Regions from separate parts of the Mus musculus genome. Here region 1 is linked to region 2. A link is a contact called in public HiCAR-type data. All regions are on one chromosome and are shown on one strand. The core of a region is the stretch at or near the end of the contact, and the rest is flanking DNA. Distances in the headings are between cores, read along the strand shown. Region 1 has its middle 18 kb from the start of Gm23229. Region 2 overlaps Rps15a (ribosomal protein S15A).

Region 1 (3,106 bases), core at 288-2,787, 190 kb before region 2:
GTGTGAGGGTGTGAGATCTCCTGGAATTAGAAATACAGACGCTTGTGAACTGCCATGTGGGTGCTGAATTGAACCTGGGTCCCCTGAAGATCAGCCAGTGCCGGTGCTCTTAACCTCTGAACCACCTCTCCAGCCTCCCTTTCTTTTTCTTTTTCTTTTTCTTTTCTTTTTTTTAAATTACATTAGCCTTAGCTATCTGTTAGTTGCATTTGGGGGTAATTCACCTTTTCCTCTGCTGTGGTTGCCTGCGCACAGTGTGGCAGTCTCAAGCTTACCTCAGCCCTGTTTCTTGAAGTAGTTCTAAAATGGCAATTGTCCTTTTTTGTTTTTTAAGATTTATTTATTTATTTATTTATTTTATGTATGTGAGCACACTGTAGCTGTACAGATGGTTGTGAGCCTTCATGTGGTTGTTGGGAATTGAATTTTTAGGACCTCTGCTCACTCCAGTCAACTCTGCTCGCCCAAAGATTTATTATTATATGTAAGTACACTGTAGCTGTCTTCAGACACAGCAGAAGAGGGCGTCAGATCTCATCACGGGTGGTTGTGAGCCACCATGTGGTTGCTGCCCCCCTTTCTTGTTCTTTATCCAAGCAGCCAGCCTGGACACGGTTCCTTTTTTTCTTTCTGTCTTTTTGTTTTGTTTTGTTTTGTTTTGTTTTGTTTTGTTTTTCAAGACAGGGTGTCTCTGTATAGCCCTGGCTGTCCTGGAACTCACTCTGTAGACCAGGCTGGCCTCGAACACAGAAATCCACCTGCCTCTGCCTCCCAAGTGAATTTGGGATTAATGCTGGGATTAAAGGCGTGTGCCACCACTGCCCAGCTTTCTTTCTGGTTTTTTGTTTGTTTGTTTGTTTGTTTGTTTTCCTTCCTTTCATCCCTTTTTTCTTCCATCCTTTCTTTCTTTCCCTCCCTCCCTCTTTCTTTCTTCCTTTCTTTCTTTCTTTCTTTCTTTCTTTCTTTCTTTCTTTCTTGAGACAGGATCTGTCTTTATAGCCTAGACTTGTCTTGAACTCGTGGTCTTTCTTGAGACTGGGGATGTAGCTCAGGTTTTACAGTGCTTGCCTAGCACGCACAAAGCCCTTGTTTCCAACCGGGCCACCCTATGTGTGTGTGTGTGTGTGTGTGTGTGTGTGTACGTGCGCATCGGTCATTTCATCACTGAAGAGGTGAAGATCAGAAGATCGGAGATCAGAACTTCAAGGTCATCCCTCGGATATTTAGAAACTAATAGCTGGGAGATGGTGTCGAGCTCCTTTAATTGCAGCACTTGGGAAGGAGAGGCAGGCAAATCACTGTGAGTTTGAGGCCAGCCTGAAAGAAAGAAAGGAAGGAAGGAAGAAAGAAAGAAAGAAAGAAAGAAAGAAAGAAAGAAAGAAAGAAAGAAAGAAAGAAAGAAAGAAAGAAAGAAAGAAAGAAAGAAAGAAAGAAAAAGTGTGTGTGTTGTCGGGAGCTGGGGGCTTAGTTTGCAGATGGCTTCCTGCATAACTGAAGGCCGGTCTCTCTTGGAAGAGAGCTGTTGCCCGACCTTCCACATATGGCCACTAGAGGACGCGCCGTAGCAGCCGAAGTCGCGAAGGACTTGGATGCTCCCCAGGAAGCATCCTGGGAAAACAAAGCGGTCTTATTTTCAAAAGGCTGAAGAGGCCCCTACAGAGCGCCCACACTTCGTCTCCTCATAAGTAAACAAACTTAATTACAATTTAATTTATTCTGAGTTGTATCAACAATTAAAAAGAAATTACCCTCCCGCTCTATTTTCTTTCTCTTTATTTAAAATAGGTTCCTCCTAACTTGAGCGATTTAATGTGGGGAAACAATTGGATTTTAATGACCTTCTCCTCGGAGCTCTGCCTAGTAGGTGGGTCCTGCCTCTTCCACCTGGCTTTGGTTTACATCTCCCAACATCTTAATATGTCATTTTTGCCTGATGATAGTTAGCCGACTTCCACAGACACGGACAGAAACACGTCCCTCTCCAGCCTCCACAGTTCACTGGTTCAAGCACAAAAGCTACAAAACAGCCCATTTCTGCCCCACCCTTCCCCACTTCTTGTTTGCCTCTCTGCATCCCTGTGGTCCACCATCTGCAAGCCTTTTGGAAGTGACTGTTATGTAAGGAAGGGAATAGAAATAATTAACACTTGATTCAACCGTAGCCTGTGCTTTCTAAGCCACTTTGGGGGAGATGATGCACGAGGTAAACAAAAACCTACGCTGTTCACAATCACCAAAGAGTAGGGTCAGCTCAAATGTCTGCCGAAGACTGCAATGAATAAACAGTGGGAGGCCTGTCTGTGTGCGCGTGCGCATGTGCGTGTCTGTGACCCTGACAGCTCAGAGGTAGGCCCCAGGCACACCTATGAGAGCCTCTGGGAATTGTCTGTGGGAACTGTCCTAAGTTGGCTGATGAGGACACTTCTTGATTGTGATGGAGACCATTCCCTGAGTGGAGATCCTGGACTGTATAAAATAGAGCAAGCCAAGCGCAAGCGTGCGAGCACTAGATCCATGCCTTCTGCTTCTGACTGTGGCTATAAAGAACCAGCTGCTTCAGGCTCCTGACACCTTTCGTCCCCAAAATGATGGATCAGCCGTGGGCGGGAAACTTTTCTCCTTTCAGGTGTTTTTGTAGGAGTTATCAGAGCTACACAAAACAAAGCTAAGACAGGGGAATACTGTTTCACTGAAAAAAAAAGAATATAAAGTGGGGACTGGAGAGATGGCTCAAAGGTTAAGAGCACTGACTATTCTTCCAGAGGTCCTGAGTTCAATTCCCAGCAACCACATGGTAGCTCACAACCATCTAAAATAGGATCCAATGTCCTCTTCTGGTGTGTCTGAAGACAGCAATGGTGTACCCATACACTGTGTGTGTGTGTGTGTGTGTGTGTGTGTGTGTGTGTGTGTGTGTGTGTGTGTGTCTGATATATGCTGCAGAAGAAAAAAAAAAAAAACCAGCCATGAGAGGCTCACCTCATAGTCCTCATTCCGGTAAGATGTCCAGAAGAGGCACCCACAGAAACAAAAGGGACATTAATGGTTTCCTGGGCCTGAGCACAGGGGTAATGGAAAGGGACTGCTTCCTAGGGGGTTTCTTCAG
Region 2 (3,099 bases), core at 471-2,970:
TTTTCTGTAGATGATGAATGAGGGCAAAGAGAAGCAGTAAGTATTTGGGGCCTGAAGCAGAGAGATGAGGGGAAGGGAAGTTATAATGGAAGTCTTGAGTCAGCTGACAGGAATCATGAGTCAGCAGAAACCTGAGTGACCAGGAGTTGTGAGTCAGCAGAAAGTATAGATAGCAAAGATGATGAGTCACCATCATTCTTGGTGAATCAGGGCTGAACTGTTGTTACTGAAATTCCTTTTTGGGTTCTTGGTCTTATCAATGAGATAATTTAGGGGCTGGGACAATGGCTAGGTTGTTAAGAGCACTTGCTGCTCCTGAGTGGATTCAGGTTCGGTCCCCAGCACCTCCGTCGGGCTGCTCACACTAGCCTATGACTTGGGCTCCGGGGAGTCTGACACCCTCCTCTGGCCTTCAAGTGTGCTTGTACACGCCTGGGGGTGGGGTGGGGGGAGATGGAGTAATGAAATGAAATTTCTGATTTTTTAAGTCTTTGAAAGTAAAATACAATTATGTTGGCCTCTCTCCCTGTCCTTTTCATTCAACCTCTCCTATGTGCTCTCCTCTTACTCAATTTCTCGAATTTATGGCCTCTCTTTGTGCGAACATGTGTGTGTGAATAAAATAAAGCATTTTTTTTAAAACCTCTTGTCTGAATGGCTTCTGAATTGGTGACCTTTTGAATAAGCTTGCCTGGTTTCTACCTGATCACACTATGGTGTGGTGAGCAGCTGGACTTGCAACAAACAAAACATTGGTTTCTTGCTCCTTCAAGACTGCTGGGCACTGGCCATGTCACACCTCTGGGTCTGTCACCTTGCCTGACTGCTGCTTAAAGCCACTCAGCACACACACACTCCCAGCTGTGCACACAGTCGAAGGAGGCTGACCCTTGTACGCAGCAATTTTCATTTGGGACAGGTTGCTAGAAACCTTGATAATCTCAGAGTGTCACTGCCTGGGCTCTTCTAAGCTGTCCTGGCCTAGTATTCTCCAAGGTCAATTTCTTCAGCAATTTCTTTGTTCTGAAGGTTTCCTAATTAGCTTCTTACAGCTGTCTTTCTTGCTTAAGTAATAGTCTTAACTGTGGGTGTGTGGGGAAGCCTTGTGTATGGTTGAACCTTCTGGCATAGGCTATAGTTGCACAGTGTGAAGTCTGGAGAGAGGAGAGGGGAAGCCCTGGGTGTGTGATGAATGGGGATGCAAACTCGCACGTGGAGACTCATGGTGGCTCCCTCCTGTCTCCATGGATAACCAGATATGTACACTGCTCACTTACTCCAAGATCTGCATATCTGAACTAGCCCAATCCTTTCATCCTTTCAAAACTGATTTCAAAACCACGCCCAAGACAACTTCCACCTGGTGCCACATGGCATGGGCAAGGTATAGCACTTCTGAGACCATTCCTAAGAGGACCCCAGACACCCAGAGACTGGGCACCACTAGGATGACCAAGTGGTAGAGAGATGGAAGAGAAAGAAACAGAAGAATGTGCACAATGAAGAGAGGCAGAACTAGAGAATCAAGGAGCCTGATTTGAGTACCACCTAAGGCCGTAGTGAGGTCCTGGTCTTTAGGTCCTTTGTTACCACCAAAGGCTAGTCAGATGTCCCTGGTCTGGGCTGCTGCCCTGTCATTGTATGAGGATTGTGCAGAGCTGGCCCCATCCCTTGCCTCCCAGCCCTAGGAGAGCTAGCCATGAAGGTGGAGAGTAGGAGAGCTCACCCTATCCACCCCTAGCCGGCTGCAGGTCCTACACCTCACCTAGGAAGCACAGTAGAGCTGGCCCTGGTAGTGGGAGTTGTTGGTAAACTGGCCCCAAGGGTGTGAGCATGGCAGAGCTGGCCCTGCCACTTATCTGTTGTGTGGTGGCATAGGTGAGGGGAAACATGCTCCCTCCCCCACTCTTTACCACCTGTAGCAAGTGGCAGAGCCGCCCAAGGGCATGAGAGTGGGAGAACTGGCTCTGCCCTTAACAGTTGCAGTGCAGGAGAGCTTTCCCTGGTGCTGTGGGTGTGGGAGAGCTGGCAGGTGAGCAGCTCAGATACCATCCAGGCCCAGATCCAGGGCTTTGAGTTGGCACACCCCAATATCAACTCCATCTGTGGACTGCTGGAGAGCATGAAGGGGCAAGTCCTACACATCTAAAGCTACAGGATCTCCACGACACAGGGTGACAGTAGGGTGTCCAAGGGGAGTCCTAGTAAGTTTCCAGTATTGATAGTGTAGCAGAAGCCAGAGGCCTTGAACTAGACAAATGACTCATTGCAATGAACATTTGCAAGCAAAGGAGTATGGACAAAAGGGTGTACTGTGGGACATGCACACTGCAGCTTCCACACCAGGTTTTTTTTTTTTTTTGGTGGGAGGTTGCAAGGGTGAAGGACAGTACGAGAGAACAAGGAGATGGGTGGGGTTGGGTTGCATGTATGAAATTCATGAAGAATCAATAAAAAGTTAAATAAAATTAAAACCAGTTATCAATCCATCATGAGTCTTGTTAAATTCTCTCCAGGCTCCCATGAGTGCTTCAAGCATCCTCTCTGCAGTTTCATGGAGTTTCCACTAGGTGACAGCACAGGACCACAAGTATCTTGAAACAGTTTGCTGCCATTAACCTATGTCTGGACTGGAAACCTTGTTGAGATGAGGCAAATTATTCATGGCCACAGAAAGAAGGTTCAGAAGGAGGGAGGATGTGTATCGTTGGCATTGGCCTTCAGGTCAAGGAGAGTTTGTCGTAGCTACTTTTCTACTGCTGCGACAACATTCTAAGACCAAGAGAACTTAATTGTGCCAGGCGTGGTAGCACACGCCTTTAATCCCAGCACTTGGGAGGCAGAGGCAGGCGGATTTCTGAGTTCGAGGCCAGCCTGGTCTACAAAGTGAGTTCCAGGACAGCCAGAGCTATACATAGAAACCCTGTCTTGAAAAACAAACAAACAAACAAACGGAGAGAACTTAATTGTGACTTGCTTACAGTTTCAGATGGTGGGCTCATGACATCATGTCAGGGAACATGATAGCAGGTATGAATGAATGATGCTAGAGCAGGAGGAAGGGAGGGAGGGGGAGACTGAGTGTGAGGACGAACTGGG

The links. HiCAR-type assays count read pairs that join an accessible place to other places.
Region 1: a HiCAR-type map of embryonic stem cells shows a contact between it and region 2, with 4 times the contacts expected there. The contact joins two enhancer-like sites. A contact is called at or near these places in 5 of 39 promoter capture datasets (the C10 cell line, the HPC-7 cell line, embryonic stem cells and 1 more), 2 of 15 datasets of contacts at CTCF or cohesin (embryonic stem cells and large pre-B cells), 30 of 484 Hi-C or Micro-C datasets (B cells, the Ba/F3 cell line, CD8 T cells and 12 more), 24 of 115 datasets of contacts at active chromatin or transcription factors (the 230-238 cell line, the HPC-7 cell line, the SCID.adh cell line and 9 more) and 4 of 9 other capture datasets (adipose tissue, embryonic stem cells, liver and 1 more).

What each region holds. Positions count from the first base shown.
Region 1 is chr7:118,296,277-118,299,382 of GRCm38.p6, reverse strand. No RefSeq gene overlaps it. Among named protein-coding and RNA genes, the nearest start is that of Gm23229, 18 kb to the right of the region's middle. Within about 2 kb of position 1,537, at least 41 of the 459 cell types and tissues checked have an H3K27ac peak or open chromatin away from gene starts, as enhancers often do. A contact at or near this core is called in the G1E-ER4 cell line, the SCID.adh cell line, bone marrow-derived macrophages and 1 more, where this site is marked.
Region 2 is chr7:118,101,917-118,105,015 of GRCm38.p6, reverse strand. It overlaps Rps15a (ribosomal protein S15A), which reads left to right. Exons shown (of 5, transcript NM_170669.2): 5 at 1-642. Among named protein-coding and RNA genes, the nearest start is that of Rps15a, 13 kb to the left of the region's middle. Within about 2 kb of position 1,720, at least 107 of the 459 cell types and tissues checked have an H3K27ac peak or open chromatin away from gene starts, as enhancers often do. A contact at or near this core is called in the G1E-ER4 cell line, the SCID.adh cell line, bone marrow-derived macrophages and 1 more, where this site is marked.